Regions from separate parts of the Zea mays genome. Here regions 2 and 3 are each linked to region 1. Evidence: chromatin contacts called from public Hi-C data. All regions are on one chromosome and are shown on one strand. Each heading gives the region's core, a stretch centred on a gene start, on an enhancer-like site or on the middle of the called end of the contact. The rest is flanking DNA. Distances are from core to core; before and after follow the strand shown. Region 1 holds the start of CPPS2 (CPP synthase). Region 2 holds the start of LOC100282835. Region 3 holds the start of LOC100279761.

What was found. A called contact is a pair of places that touch in the nucleus more often than the background predicts.
Region 2: a contact with region 1 is called in a Hi-C map of root tip, with 4 times the contacts expected there. The contact joins the promoter of LOC100282835 here to the promoter of CPPS2 in region 1. A contact is called at or near these places in 5 of 25 Hi-C or Micro-C datasets (ear, leaf, root tip and 1 more).
Region 3: a Hi-C map of bundle sheath shows a contact between it and region 1, with 6 times the contacts expected there. The contact joins the promoter of LOC100279761 here to the promoter of CPPS2 in region 1. A contact is called at or near these places in 12 of 25 Hi-C or Micro-C datasets (bundle sheath, ear, endosperm and 4 more) and 1 of 3 datasets of contacts at active chromatin or transcription factors (leaf).

The regions. Positions count from the first base shown.
Region 1 is chr1:80,513,206-80,518,359 of Zm-B73-REFERENCE-NAM-5.0, forward strand. CPPS2 (CPP synthase) reads left to right here and starts at 2,624. Exons shown (of 11, transcript NM_001361178.1): 1 at 2,624-2,887; 2 at 3,606-3,725; 3 at 3,799-4,158; 4 at 4,269-4,670; 5 at 4,801-5,034. The coding sequence starts at 2,800.
Region 2 is chr1:80,063,442-80,068,595 of Zm-B73-REFERENCE-NAM-5.0, forward strand. It overlaps LOC100282835, which reads left to right and starts at 2,429. Exons shown (of 3, transcript NM_001155741.1): 1 at 2,429-2,729; 2 at 2,847-3,094; 3 at 3,205-3,904. The coding sequence starts at 2,466. The coding sequence ends at 3,775.
Region 3 is chr1:80,182,205-80,187,358 of Zm-B73-REFERENCE-NAM-5.0, forward strand. LOC100279761 reads right to left here and starts at 2,427. Exons shown (of 7, transcript NM_001360996.1): 1 at 2,190-2,427; 2 at 543-1,143; 3 at 1-364. The coding sequence starts at 1,095.

The DNA.
Region 1 (5,154 bases), core at 1,374-3,873:
CCGTGCATTTCTGATACATAATCCATAATACAATGTTGCGGGATTCGACTCTCTTGCATTGAACTTATGAACTCCATGTATTCAGGATCATGCGTCTTGTTGCATTGTAATTGATTCTTTTCGGTATCCTTCTTAAAAAATTCATGATTATGATCCAAGTGCAACAGATCAATACGCACTGATATAACTGTCTCTTTTGCATCATCATAAATTTTTTTAAGTTTCATACCGGCCTTGCATTGTGTCCGCTTCGAACTGGTACTACGTACCTTTGGGTTTGATATTCCCCTTATTGCACTCTTGCCTTCCATCGAGCAATTCAACCACTTACAATTTTTCCGTTCCCTATACTTTTTCAATGGAAATCCAACTTCATATGCATACCTACTATAAAATTTATATGCTTCATCCACCCCACTGAATGTCATACCAACTTTAGGTACCAATCTCGGATCAATTGTAACTTCCTGTGCAAAAATATAAAATATATTTTGTATATTCATATATTCTATAGCTTGTATCATGTATGGTACCCTACATACTTTTATGTCGTATGTACAATATAACAATTTTCTGACCATAGTTTTACATTGTATGCACAATATAACCACTGAATGTCATACCATCTCTAGCTGCATTCTACTGTATACAATTTAACCTACAATACTGAAAATTCAAATCAGTTCAATATTACTTACATGTCTCTGCAGAATCACTGGTGTGTCCTGTTCATGATCACCAATAGTACGCATAGTATTAAGGTGTTGTCCTCCTTGATTTACTGTCATCTTCGATGCCTCAAATATGGTCTGATCATCAACCCCCGGGGCCCTCAAAGCTGCTGGTGGAGTAATTGCATCTACAGCAGTAGCTGATTTTGTATGCGTACTTGCATCTGAGGTAAACTGGTTCCCTCCTTGTTGTTCTTCCTGCACCATTGTTACGATATCCAAGCATTGATTTGGTCGATGAACAGACGTCGGCGTCGTATACTCACTTATTGACTCGTTACCCCATGGCGCCGCCATCTTCCAGAGCAATTACGCCCTTCACCCTGCCGCGCCCTATCAAATGATGCGTACTGTCCACTTTTTTTGGAAGATTATGAATATTTTCCCTGTACCATGCGTATATCCAATTTCGTGGACGCGAAATTCACGGCGCATATCCATTATCCGCTGAATTTTAGGATCGTGGGCGCGCTGATCGTGGGAGTAACAGCCATTTATGCAATTTTATACATAGATTTACGTTGTCGTAACTGTCTGTTTAAATGCGCTTCCCCAGTTTACGGGTTACACGTCACCGGCCCACGTTCGAACAAGTGGCCCACGTCTGTTTACGTATATTTGTACTAGCTATTATAATTGTATAACTGCAGTGCATTAATGCGGGCCGCCTGGATCGGTTCATTCGGTTCGACCAGGCTCGGCTCGTCTGGCTGGGGCTCCGCGCACCTATATGAAGCCCAGGGCTTCCATTACTATCACCCTATATATATATATATATATATATATATATATATATATATATATATATATATATATATATATATATATATATATATATATATATAGATATATATATATATATATAGAGAGAGAGAGAGAGAGAGAGATAGGGTGGCCTTATTCTATCAAGAAAATATGTCCAGAATAGAAAACAAACCGGACTCAGAATAGACAGGAAACTAAAACCGGCCTAACCGATCTGGACATGGGCATTGCCTAATTTTATCTTTTTCCTTCTCTTATGATTTGAAAATTCGTTGTGCTAACTAGTTTCTTCCGACGCAGTTCGTAGCTTGGTTGGTTCGCTCGCTCGCTGGTGCGCGAGTGGGCGGGCGTAGGTTTGATTCTCAGGAATAGGAATAAGAAGCGTATTTTAGTCCTTTCGATTTTCTCCGGTTCTGTAGCTTATAAACTAGCTTTAAATTAAATGGTGACACGTTTTCGGTGGTCAACGGAAATGGTCTGGGACTCGTGGTAGAACTGCCCCCCATATTTTTATATTGTACTTGAACCCGTGTTTCTTAGTCGAACTCGATCGGACCACATGGTGCGACTTGTAGCTGCTTAATTAGTTCCATCGTCATCAGGAGGAGGAGGACCAGGAGCAATGGAGCGTGTGCAGTTCCAGACTTGTCTCGGCAGGCAGGCGGCAGGAAGGAGCGTATGTGATGAAGTCGCCGCGCCACTGTCTGTCTGACTCCTCGTCGTCTTCTCACGGTGGCGGCAGATTGCCGCGAGATGGACCCTGCAGCAGAGCGCCGTGCCGATGAATTTTTTCGCGCCACGTGATGCGACCGCACGCACGAACGCGACGGAGGACCCGCCGCCTGGATTTGTTTTTTTTTTTTTTTTTTCTTTCTATATCACCCCCTTGGTGTCAGGTGTGCACGCACCTACCGGATGCGTAACGTATGCATGCAGGATTTCCACGGCATGTGTTGAGACTGCATGCGCGGCCGACTGGTCTGGTCAGCAGCGCACCCGTATGTACCAGCAGAAGCTGAATCGTGCACGTACGCATGTAGCCATCCTTTTTTTTTTTTTGGCTACCCCCTCACCTCACCTCGCTTCAATTCACTGATATATATGCTTGCATAGACGAGCTTCCAGATGACTTGACCACCCCCGGCCGGCCCTTTCTTCATTCTTTCCTTCCTTTCTTCCTCCTGCTGCTCTTGCCGTTTCAGTGATTATTAGCTGCTGTACGTGCGTGCGTACATTGTTCTCTCTGCTGACACCCATACACGCTGTAGCTTCTACACATACCAGTTCGATCGCAAGCTATAGCATGGGGCTTCAATCATCGCCCATGCTGCTGCCAGCGCCGACGGCAACGGCGGCCGGCGGCGGGTCACAGTGGCGCACGGCTGTGGCAGGTAATGGTATTGTTTGTTTCAGCTTTTTTTTATCTTGTAGCCATCAGAAGCTGCTGCACACTAGCAAATGTATATATCTTTCAATCAACTTACATGAGGATGACTTTAGTTAAAATCATACAAAATCAACGTTAACACATAATCAGTTGAGTCGTTGAGATAGTAGAAAACCATCACTTTCTATGTCCTAAATCCTATGAACTCGTTTATCTTCTTCTACACGTAATCTCTATTATATACCTAGATTTTCTCCACAGGCAGATCAGATTCTTTACACAGCTATATTCTCAAAAAAAAAACTCATAGAAAAAAAGAAAAAACTAAACCAAAGGAGCGACCTCAACCCGTACCAGTGCCCCTGCTAGCAGTAGCTTCGTTCTGTCCCTTTTTTTTCATTTGGATCCTCTACATAAATGCTGGGTGGTGGTGTCCTTTCACGCACACATCCGCAGATAGCGCCCCAGCAAAATTTATGTGGGGACGACGGCTCTGAAATGAATTACTAGTCAGTTTCATGCGTTTCAGTGCGAGTATTATAGTAGTAGATCTCTTCTCCGATATATCCGGCCAAAGGAAGAAGAGAAGAGAAACCACACATCTCATTGTCAACTAGTAGTAGAAAAGTAAAAACGTACTACAAGCGCAAGCGCAAAGATGGTTCTTTCATCGTCTTGCACAACAGTTCCTCACCTTTCTTCCCTTGCGGTCGTTCAACTAGGCCCATGGAGTTCCCGCATCAAGAAGAAGACGGATGCAGTCGCCGTCCCCGCGGCCGCCGGCCGGTGGAGGGCGCGGGCGCGGGCCCAGGACACCAGCGAATCCGCCGCCGTCGCCAAAGGTACGGGTGATCGCTAGCTCGCTCCAAATCTGAGCACCAAACAGCTAGGTTTGTAACGCACGCATGCATGCAGGTTCGTCCCTAACGCCCATCGTGAGAACCGATGCCGAAAGCCGCCGCACGAGATGGCCTACGGACGACGACGACGCTGAGCCGCTGGTCGACGAGATCAGGGCAATGCTGACGTCGATGAGCGACGGGGACATCAGCGTGTCGGCGTACGACACCGCCTGGGTCGGTCTTGTGCCCAGGCTGGACGGCGGCGAGGGCCCGCAGTTCCCGGCCGCCGTGCGGTGGATCCGGAACAACCAGCTCCCCGACGGCTCGTGGGGCGACGCGGCCCTGTTCTCCGCGTACGACCGCCTGATCAACACGCTGGCGTGCGTCGTCACGCTCACCAGGTGGTCGCTGGAGCCCGAGATGCGCGGCAGAGGTACGTAATTACTGTGTGCTGGCCGATCGAGAGAACACACGACGGCAGTGTACCTCGACAGAAAACGGGCGTTGCTGAAGACTCAAGTGTGTGTGTGTGTGTGTTCACAGGGCTCTCTTTCCTCGGCCGGAACATGTGGAAGCTAGCGACGGAGGACGAGGAGTCCATGCCGATAGGGTTCGAGCTCGCGTTCCCTTCCCTCATCGAACTAGCCAAGAGTCTGGGCGTCCACGACTTCCCGTACGACCACCAGGCTCTGCAGGCAATATACTCGAGCAGGGAGATCAAGGTGAAGAGGATTCCTAAGGAAGTGATGCACACGGTTCCCACATCCATTCTCCACAGCCTGGAAGGGATGCCCGGGCTAGACTGGGCAAGGCTTCTGAAACTGCAGTCGAGCGACGGGTCCTTCCTCTTCTCACCCGCGGCCACCGCGTACGCTCTCATGAACACCGGCGACGACAGGTGCTTCAGCTACATCGACAGGACAGTCAAGAAATTCAACGGAGGAGGTACGCAAGCGGCAAGCAGTAGCGTAGATACATGGGCATAGCATGCATGCATGCAATGCAGCGTTGCCCACTGCATGCGCCTTCCTTCTCGTCTCTTCAACGGTTCGTCTTCTCTCGCCGTTTCTCGCAGTGCCCAACGTCTACCCCGTGGACCTTTTCGAGCACATATGGGCTGTCGATCGCCTGGAGCGTCTCGGGATCTCCCGCTACTTCCAGAAAGAGATTGAGCAGTGCATGGACTACGTGAACAGGCACTGGACTGAGGACGGGATCTGCTGGGCGAGGAACTCCGACGTGAAGGAGGTGGACGACACGGCCATGGCTTTCCGCCTGCTACGGCTGCACGGATACAGCGTCTCGCCAGGTACGTAACAAACAAACAAAAAAAACGCGCAGACAACAGAGATCGTCACGTCATACACACGCGTGTCCTGAACATTTTTCATTTGGTCTCCCACCCATCGTACGTAATAATAATAAAAAA
Region 2 (5,154 bases), core at 1,179-3,678, 450 kb before region 1:
GATGAACATCGACGAGCGTGAGTGATTCGACGGACAGATAACAACGAGGTTTGGACGGGGTGCGGGCGCGTCTCCGACGAGCAGGGGAACGGGCGCGGTCGTCGGTGGACGACGAGGTACAAACTCCGGTGCGTCTCCACGGATGACGAACGGTGTGGACGAACTCCGGCGAGGCACAACGGCGAGCGGTGGTTCTGCTGCGCATGGGCAGGGGTTCTTGACGGGTTGCTGCGCGGGCTCTGGTGCGGTGGCGTTGACACTGGCGAGGTTCCGGCGACGCGGTTCGGCGTGGTTCAAAGAGCAGGACACGAATGTGAGGAGCGAGGGAGAACTTAGGGGAGGGAGGGAGGAAGCTCGACGTCTAATTTATAGGCGAGGAGAGAGAGGCGTTGGGGTCTTCATGGCTGCCATGAATGGCGTCCATCAATGGTGGGAAACGACGGCATTCAAGCTTCATTAACGCCAAAGACGAACGGACGGCTGCGGGGTCGACGTCTTGGCTTGCTCGGACGCGGTCGGGCTCGGTCCTCGACGGCTTCGGTCGGGCGGTGTCGCGGCGCTGGGTGGCCGGTCGCGGCGTCCTGGGCGCGGGGCTTTGGTCGCTGGCGCGCAGGGGCTTCGGGTGCAGGGGCTGGGCGTCGGGGTGGCTCGGGGTCGCTTCAGGCGGCGCTCGGCTCCATGGGCGCGGTCGGTGCGGCTGGCCGGGGTCGCGTGCTCGGTCCTCGGCGCGTCACGGTGGGGCGCGGCCTGGCAGGGGCGCTCGGCCGGCGTCGAACGCGCAGGGCCGGGGCGCGGCAGGGAGAGAGGAGGTGGCCGGGTGGGGCCGCTTGGAAGTGAGAGAAAAGGGAGGGAGGTGGAGAGAGAGGTGAGCGGTAGAGAGAGACACGAGGGGGAAGGAGAGCCAGGGCGGCGGCGGCAACAGGGAAAATTACGGCTAGCTGAAGCTCCTGTCGGCGGCTGGGAGAAGAAAGAAAGGGAGAAGAGAGAGGGGGCCCGGGTGGGGCCCGCCCGTCAGTGAGAGGAAGGGGAGGGAATAGGTGGCGGCGGCGCTGTTGGGCCAAATGGGCCGAATTCGGCCGCGACGGCTAGGGTTTCGTTTTTTTTCTTTTCTTTTTTTTCTTTCTTTTCTTTTCTATTTAAAATATAAATAACTATATTTTTAAATAATTCAAAAAAATCATAATAATTCATATAACTAAAATATTTATTTTTGGACCAATAATTATATTATTATTTTACTAGGATTTTCATTTAACAAGAAATGCTATTAAATATCCGAAAATCAATCATGCGCAATCAAAAATTATTCCAAAGGCAAATAAATAACGAACACTTCAGAGAAAATTAATTACCATAAATATCATTATTAACTAAATGTATTATTTTTATTTAATGATTTTCATAGTGTCACAGAGGTGTGACCCAATCAAGAGAACAAGGCCCATCCCAGGTCTTCCTCTTGTACTTGTACCCTTGAGCGTGGAGACGAGAACTCTGAACCGTGCCAATGGGTGACTGAGACTGCGAGGCGAGCAAGTTGCTTGAAATCTGGATTCAATTATACTTACTAATAACTAGCATATAGCTCGTGTTAACGCTGTGATCCCGAGAACAGATAGAATCGACAGCGACATCGACATTAGGCGAGAGGTTGACACTGACGGCAACACGAGTGAGGGAGAGGAGCGGCGATGACGCGAAGGGAGAGGGAGGAGGGTGAGAACGGTAGGGGAGCGATGAATAATATTGTTCATTGAATTTGAATGGTTAAGAGAGAGATGATTATCCAGCGATATGAACCGTTGGTTTTAATGGTATGTTATGTTTGAGTGTAATTTATTTGGTGAATTTTGTGAATGTTACGAGTGTGAGAGTAATTTAGTTAAATGTATTTTATAAAATTTAAACTGATGAATTATACCGTGGTATAGTATAGATATATCCGTCACGGCGGTGGTAACACAAAATTACAGCAAACGCCTCGTTGGTCATGTGTGTTGTAATGTACTTTCCAACGGAAGGCAGTTCAAAAAATTTACGTAGTTAGGAAGCATAATTCGGGTGTTCCCCGTCCTAATGATTCCTGAACTTGAAAGGAACCGAAAGTCTTATGGTATATAGCACCAATCTTGCTTTAACTCCATGAGCACCTGAAAAAGTGCACACTTTGTCCTGTCTCCGCTAAGCTTTCATGTAGATAACATTGCGATGTCTCCACATCATGAACTCATGGCTTCTGTTCCACCAACCAAACGTGTTGTCGCCTTCCGTGGTGTGTTAGGACTTAGGTCGGGCCGGCAGACCACTCACCTATGCGCCATGGCTCGAGTGATATGATGTGTTAGGTAAGGCGATGGAACCCGGCAACAACCGCCAGAAAACAGTTATAAATCAGGAGCAGATCAATCATCTCAGTACAAGGAGTCGCTGGAGTTAGGAGGTGCAGTTATAGCAGACGCAGAGCAATGGAGGCCGCCGAGGCTCCTAACTATGACAGTATTGTCAACAGGGATGAGATCACCGACGCTGCAGCTGCAGCGTTCGCCAACCCGGAGCAGGTCCCGGAGAAGTACGTCCGGACGGAGGAGGTCCTTGACGGCGTCGTCGTCGGCGCGGACGAGAGCTACGAGCTGCCGGTCGTCGACATGGCCAGGCTCCTCGACCCGGAGCTGGCGCCGTCGGAGGTCGCCAAGCTCGGCGACGCCTGCCGAAACTGGGGTTTCTTTCAGGTCGTCCCGTGGCCCGCCCGGATTCCTTCAGTTCTAAACTTCTAGTAGCCAGCTGCTAGTATCTGTTTAGAATCGATTAATTAATCACATTTGTCCCGTCTGCATGCATGTCTACAGCTGACAAACCATGGAGTGGACGAAGCGGTGGTGCAGCGGATGAAAGACGCCACGGTGCAGTTCTTCAGCTCCCCGCTGGACAGCAAGGCCAAGGTGGCGGTCCGAGGGAACGGCTTCGAAGGATTCGGGCACCACTACAGCAGAGCGTCCAGCGGCAAGCTGGACTGGGCAGAGAGCATGATTCTCATCACGCAGCCAGTCAAGGACAGGAACATGGAGATGTGGCCTACAAATCCACCCACGTTCAGGTCTGCAGTACGCATATCCTGGCCTCTCTCTGTCTCTACTAGTCAATCATCTGACACGTACGTACGTCTCCCATGCACGCACGCACGCACGGACTCTGTTTGTTAATCAGGGACGCGCTCGACGTCTACTCGGTAGAGATGATCGGCCTCGCAATGCGGCTCCTGGGGTTCATGGCGGCCGACCTCGGGGTGGAGCCGGAGGCGCTGCAGGACGCCTTCACGGGGAAGCGGCAGAGCATGGCGGTCCACCACTACCCGCCCTGCCGCCAGCGGGAGAAGGTGATGGGCATCACGCCGCACACGGACGGGCTGGGCCTCACGCTGCTGCTGCACGTGGACGACACGCCCGGCCTGCAGATCCGCAGGGGCGGCAGGTGGTTCCCCGTGCGCCCGCTGCCGGGCGCCTTCGTCGTCAACGTCGCCGACATCCTGGACGTGCTCACCAACGGCGCCTACGCCAGCGTCGAGCACCGAGTGCTCCCGGACGCCGAGAGGGCTCGGACCACCGTCGTCGTGTTCCAGGAGGCGTCCGTCGGGGGCCTGGTGGCGCCGCTGCCGGGGCTCCTCGACCAGCAGGGCGCGCGCGCGCGCTACAGGTCCATTGAGATCGAGGAGTACATCAAGGGCAACTTCAACGCGCTGGAGCAAGGGACACGGTTCATCCAGAGCCTCAGGATATAGCTATCTAGTTGCTCCTTCCATCAAAAAATAATTACCCAACATATCGATAAATCAATCAATCTCAATCTTCACCAATCATATCCATACCTTCCGTATCTAATATTAAAGAGAGTGTTAATTTCTTCCTCCAATCTCTATACTACTTCTTAAGACGTTATTGTAGGCGTCCACAGATTATTTTGGTCCGATCCCTCTGCCCACCCACCTCCCCCTCTGCTCCCCGCCATCAACGCGACGCCGATCCGCCATCAACACCGATCCAGGGCCGCCCCACCCACCACCCTCCTCGATCCGCCTTCAACGTGTCGCGGATCCCCCACCCTCCTCGATCTTTGCTCCTCGCCATCAACGCGACGCCGAGGGTGCTCGCCCAGATGGTGCTCGCCCGAATGGTGCGCCCGCCCCGCTCACCTTCCATCGACGGGGCCACCCCACCCACCGCCCTCCTCGATCCACCATCAACTGTCGTGGATCCCCCACCCTCCTCGATCTCTCCTCCCTGCCATCAACGCGACACCGATGGTGCTCGCCCGGATGTTGCACCCGCCCTGCTCACCTTCCATCGACGGGCGCTCAACCCAGATCCCCTTCCACCGATCTCATGCTCACCTTCCACGTTCGCAGCCGCCCCGCTCCCCTTCCGTGCTCATTCTCACGCCCCGCTCTATCGATGGAAGTGCTGATGGTCCGCGGCCGCCCTCGCAATCAACCCCATGGTGGATGGAATCCCCTTCCACTGACGGCGCTCACCTTCCAATGACGAATCGGATCTTCCTCGGCGTCCTCTCCCTACCTACAGCTATATGAGCGCCCCTCTGGTCGCCATGGAGCTCGCGGCCCGGACCTCCAGCCACCGCGCCTCCCATCGACGACCGTCAAGCGCCACATTGGGCGCTCCTCCCCAACCCTGCCGTCCGCGGACTCCGATGACAAGGGACCCCTGCACGACCATGGATCTCCCCCCTGACCACCGTTCTTGGGTATGTGGCCTCGACCCCCCAACTAATCTAATTCAATGGGTGTGGTAGGATGTGTGGATTGTTGTATAATAATCTGCTGCATTGGATTATATAGTTGTATCTTTCATTTTATAATTGGATTTGTATCATACGCCTACAGGCTGGTTATGTCCAAGTCATTTGTGAATGTGGAATTGGTAATGTTTCTTAAGCACTCATTTTATGCTTCCAGAGAGTTCTCCTTTAAACAAAGACATATAGATTTCCAATAATTTTATACCATCCATGTATGAACCTCTTACCCCCCTAACATAACTCTAGATGTTCCAAGAATTCTATACCATCAGCGCATGGACCTGATACCCCCAACATAACTTCAGAGTTTCAGAGAACATAATACAATAGCTTAGGATACAAGAT
Region 3 (5,154 bases), core at 1,177-3,676, 330 kb before region 1:
GTGAGATCCAATGAAGAAACAACATCAGTTGCCTTTGCAGCTGTAATGTCATCAGAATTGTTTTCTTTGGAACTGCAGGTTTGTTCGCAGGAATGATCAGAAACATCAGCTAATTGAGCTGGTCGGGTCATGAAACAAAATGGAGGCACACAGTCATCATCATCCACCAGCTTCTGTTGCAGCTCAAAGGATGAATGATCAGGATTCTTTATGGAACACATAGAAGTTCCAAATTCAGAATAATTTGTATCTTCAGTTTTTATTTCATATAGTACATCAGGTTTTACACAACCCGCTAGAACTCCAGCTGTATTGTTCACTTCAGCACAATAAATTTGCTCCCCAACTATTTCTTCAGCAGAATCTGAAAGTGCAGTACAGAAAAAAAACATTTAGCCACATAATTGAAAAAGGGTATGTTTATTTCAAGAAAAAGTATATGAGAAACAAGAAAAAAACTCTACACATGCATCTAACACATCTAGACAATAATAGACAGTGATATAAGAATTGGACTTCATATGAACAGGCTAGTCACTCACCAATAACAACTTTAGACTGCTCCAGTTCTGCAATTCTCCTTCCAGGCTTCTCTAATCCTCGGTCTTGCATTGTTGCTTTCAGCAGGAAAGTCTGTGCAGAACTAAGAATCTTGTCTCTGGCTGATGTTGTATCTTTCTCTTTAGCAGCACATGGAGAAGATCTTAGCGCATCCATCTTTATATTAGCCTTAGCAGGAGATGTTTTCAGCCTCTTCTGTTTCAATGCAACAATAGGCTTATCAAGATCAATGTCATCTTCTGTTTTAACCTGATTCTTAATGCCACATCCTTCCAATGTGATTTTTGAAATCTTCCGATTCTTAGCTTTACACTGAGTCCTGAGATCCTTGAGTAATACATCATGACAATTGTGTTCACTATCCTTGTCACTGACAGAACCAACACTTAGTTCAGAATCAATTACTTCAGTTTTGATCCTCTTAAAAGAAGAAGGATCCCTGTCAGAATCTTCATAAACTACATGAATATCCTTAAACCTTGTAGATCTCCTAGGACAACCAGAATCGAGATTTTTGTGAGCAGAAGCAGGCATTGTGGGTCTGGAAAGCAATGGTACAGACAGAAAAATATTTCCTATTTCCTGTAGAAATGCAGAAAATCAAGTGTTATGATCAGGTGCATGTGGTTAGGAGCAAACGGTTAGGCTCTGCCTAGCACCTAGGCAGTTATACTATTTTCCAAGCAATTAGAGTAAGCCTTGTTAAACACAGAAGATATTGCATATTAAAAGAAAAACTTCAACATTAGCACATGTCCATGAGTTCCATGACCAAATCAGTACATAAACCCTAAACCTCTTACCAAATCAGCATGGAAACAGTACATAAATGTGCCTACGCAATCTTCTACTAATAAGAATTGTATGTATGTGTTGTACAGGAATGATCCATAAACCACAGACCATCACTACAAATAAGACACGAGAAACTGCTATACATCAAGGAGTCAAGTATCAGACAGACTTCCACTACCCAGCACATGGATTAAAAAAAGGAATAGAGTGACATGGATGTTTAATGGACAAGCTTGCGCGCATATTTCATTTGAAGAGTGCATTTTTAACATTTGCTCGTATGAATCAACTCTGCAGGGATTATAAAGGAAGAGGACAGTAGTCGCATCCCTGTACTCGTCAAGAAACCCCCAGTGGCATTCACCTTGAAAAACTGGGTGGCAATACTGAAGCCCTGAAACATCTGTAGGGCTTCCGCCTCTCCAATTTCCTCAAAAAAAATACTGAAAGCCCTGAAACGAACACTTTGCCGGAGAAGAGCATTTCTTCGCCTAATTCCCAGTGGACAGTGCCACCAACCACACACCCCAAATCAATAGCTACGGAAACAAGGGAAAGAGTCCTAGCCACGGCTCATTCGAGCAGATCGATTAACAGATCTGCAACTTTCGGGAAATGCTAAGATAAAACAAAGATGGTTTTCCAACAAAAAAATAAACATAGATCTACTACAGCGCGCAGATTTCGGTAGGGAAATGCTAAGATAAACAAAGATAGTTTTCCAACAATAAAACATAAACATAGATCTACTACAGCGCGCAGATTATCGACGGCCAAAGAGGGCCGTCGCCCGCCGCGGCGGCGAGCGGGCGTGAAAAGCTGGACGTGCTGACCTTGTATGACGGTGAAAGGCGGCCGGCGAGGTAGCGGAAGACAGGGCCCGGAAACCGGCCTTCTTGGCAACGCCGGAATGGGGAAGGAGCTCTGACGTCCGTGAGGAGGAGAGAGAAGGGAGCGGAGGGGAGGGGGACTAGGAACTTTGGCTTACACTGTAGATAGTGTTATTGCTGGGATGCGGGAAGGGAGCGCGCAAGGTAGCTCGGCAAATTTCGCGCCAATGTGCGAGCAGGCGGGAAACTGCAGCCGCCAGCCCGCTTCTTGTTTTGGGGGGAGACTAGGAAGGGGACGGGAGACGAAACGGGCAACAGGGCGTGGCGCCGTGGGCCGTGGCGGCGGCAGTGTGAAACTGCGATTGGACCGCCCTTCAACTAGGGCAGACGCAGCTACAAACGGTCTTAAAAAAACGGACAGTTTCGCCGTTGCCAGATGAATCTCCAGCAGCTCCGCGGCAACACAATACCATTTTTTCCTACTTTGTTCCGTGCACTATTTTTTTTGTTTTCTTACGTAAACAGTATAACTTGATTTTTGCTTGATTCCATATCTCGTGACATTAATCCTTGTTCTTTTTATTGTGCAGATGCGTCATGCACCGGGATCTTAAACCAGAGAAATTTTTAAATGCAAGCAAGCAAGTATGGAGCTAAGGGTGCCTTTGGTTGGGCTTCTAAACTTACTTTTACTTTCAGAAAAGCCCAAATACCAACCAAAGAGATAAACTTTTACTAACGTACTTCCAAAAAAAGTAGCTTTTCTCTAGTTCAATTGCCACAGCAGCCCTTGACGTGCTTCTTTTGGCTGTGTGGGCGACCTTTTCCACAAAATTACCCGCACTGCCATTATAAACGTACCGATTTGTCGTTGCTGCTTTCAAAGAAATTAGATCGGCGTGTGGAATTGTGGCGGCGGCCGTATCCTCCCGAGCCTGCTCCCAAGACGGTGGCCGGTCCTCTCCAGGCGAGTCCCCAACAGCTACCCAGTCGGAGGCCGGGTCTTCCAAGCGGCTCCCAGCGAATCCCAGGCGGTGGCTCGTCTTCCTGCCCGTCGTCCTCCCCAGGCGATGCCCGTCGTCCTCCCCAGGCGCCAGGCGGCCGGCCGTTCATCCCCAAGCGCCAGGCGGCCGTCGTCCTCCCCAGGCACCAGTCGATCGTTACTTCCCAGGCGCTGCCCATCATCCTCCCCAGGCACCAGGCGGTCGTTCCTCCCCAGGCACTCGACGGCGGCGGTCTACAGGTGATTGCTTGCAACGTTGTAGCTAGTGATTGCACGCTGTACAAGCTAATGCACATAAACCAGTTAACTTTAACCCGAGGCGCTCAGCCACCAACTGGTGAAGTGATGATCTGCTGGACGCTATTCTGCGCTAATGGATATGCCTGACACAATGCAATTTCAGCTAGTAGTACGTGCTATTAGAACTTGTGGAAGATAAGGTCATTCTCAGTAGGATGTTGTGACACATCGTCACTCTTAATGACTTATAGTACAATTTAAAAGAAGAGATACATAAAGATTTTTATGAGAGACGGTAGAGTTTTATGAGGATAAAACTTACACGATTACTTAGTTTAAATCTAATGTGTCAATATTGAAACAGTGCATTGAAACTCATCACTGATAATGACTTAATAGCACAAAATAAAGTGTTATAATCAACTCGAATATTAAGTGTCTCCTACAAGGTAGGGCCATTATAGACATTTTATACCAAACCTACAATTTCACAGTTGTTCGAACCAAACGGCTTTCTGCTTTTTTCACAGCTCATATTTCACAGCAACTTTTTCACAGCTTACAGCCCACAGCAGCTTTGTTTCACAGCTACAGCACAACCAAACACACCCTAAGTACATAGTGGTGGCCCTAGAGCAACATACTTGTGGTATGTACCCTAGTTATGTTACCTAGCCGCATAGGAGACTTCTAAGGATAAAACTTACATACTCCCTCCGGTGCAGTAAAGGTAGTCGTTTAGGACATGATTGTGCATACCAAGGAGTGATTAATTATCATATAGTTTTCCCTGTTTGCCCTTATTAAATAGGGATATGGGTGCATTAACATCACCAAAACAATCAGGCTTGATTGGTTACTGCCGCACCTCCCGCGGCATTTTAGACTGGAGGTCTCAAGCTCGATTCCTCTTGAGTGCATCTTTTTTTTCCCGATGCAATTACTCAGGGGCAGCGACGTCCAAATTCCAGACCCACGCGCGCTATGACTTCTTTTGTGCACGCTCTGTCACGCGCAGGATGACTTGCTTTACTGCACCGGAGGGAGTATGTGCTATATGTTCCACAGATTATGCAGCATATCACCCATTGTCGAGATACCTCCGTGGCTTGAAATGGTCCCTCCCAGGTGGGGCATAGCTTGTTCATCCCAATTCGATTAAGTGTTAGGTAAACTAGATCAGGTGGCGCCCCTTCGGGCGCCCTATCCAGCATAGGGAAAATTCCACTTCGTACAAGGAGAAATCAGTAATAAATAATTGTTGATGTAATCTCCCATGAAACTTATCAGTGCCAAACTGAGGAACAAAGCAATGGTAAAACTAATAACATAAAGATACCAAACATAATTTACATTAAAATTGCAGTTGTTTTCTGTTTTAGCACAAGTTATCAGACATAGAGGTTTACCGTAGTGTAATGATAAGACCTGATATAACAAAAACTAATAAAAAATAAGATGTAGGAAACTAATCCAAAATAAGATGACAAGATCCAAGTCTACGTTAGGTGATGTACGTAGGGACAGGCACCACAGCGGGAGGTATATACATGATATTGGGCTAATGCAATCCACATAATTATATACATAAACCTTAGAAAACTACAAGGCAGCTTCACTTCATCTATAAAAGTCAAGCGAATAGCCCAGTCCATTCACAAAAGGCAAGCACATCAATTGTAATGTGTTCAAACTTCAGGTTTCTCGAGGCTGCAAACAACAAAT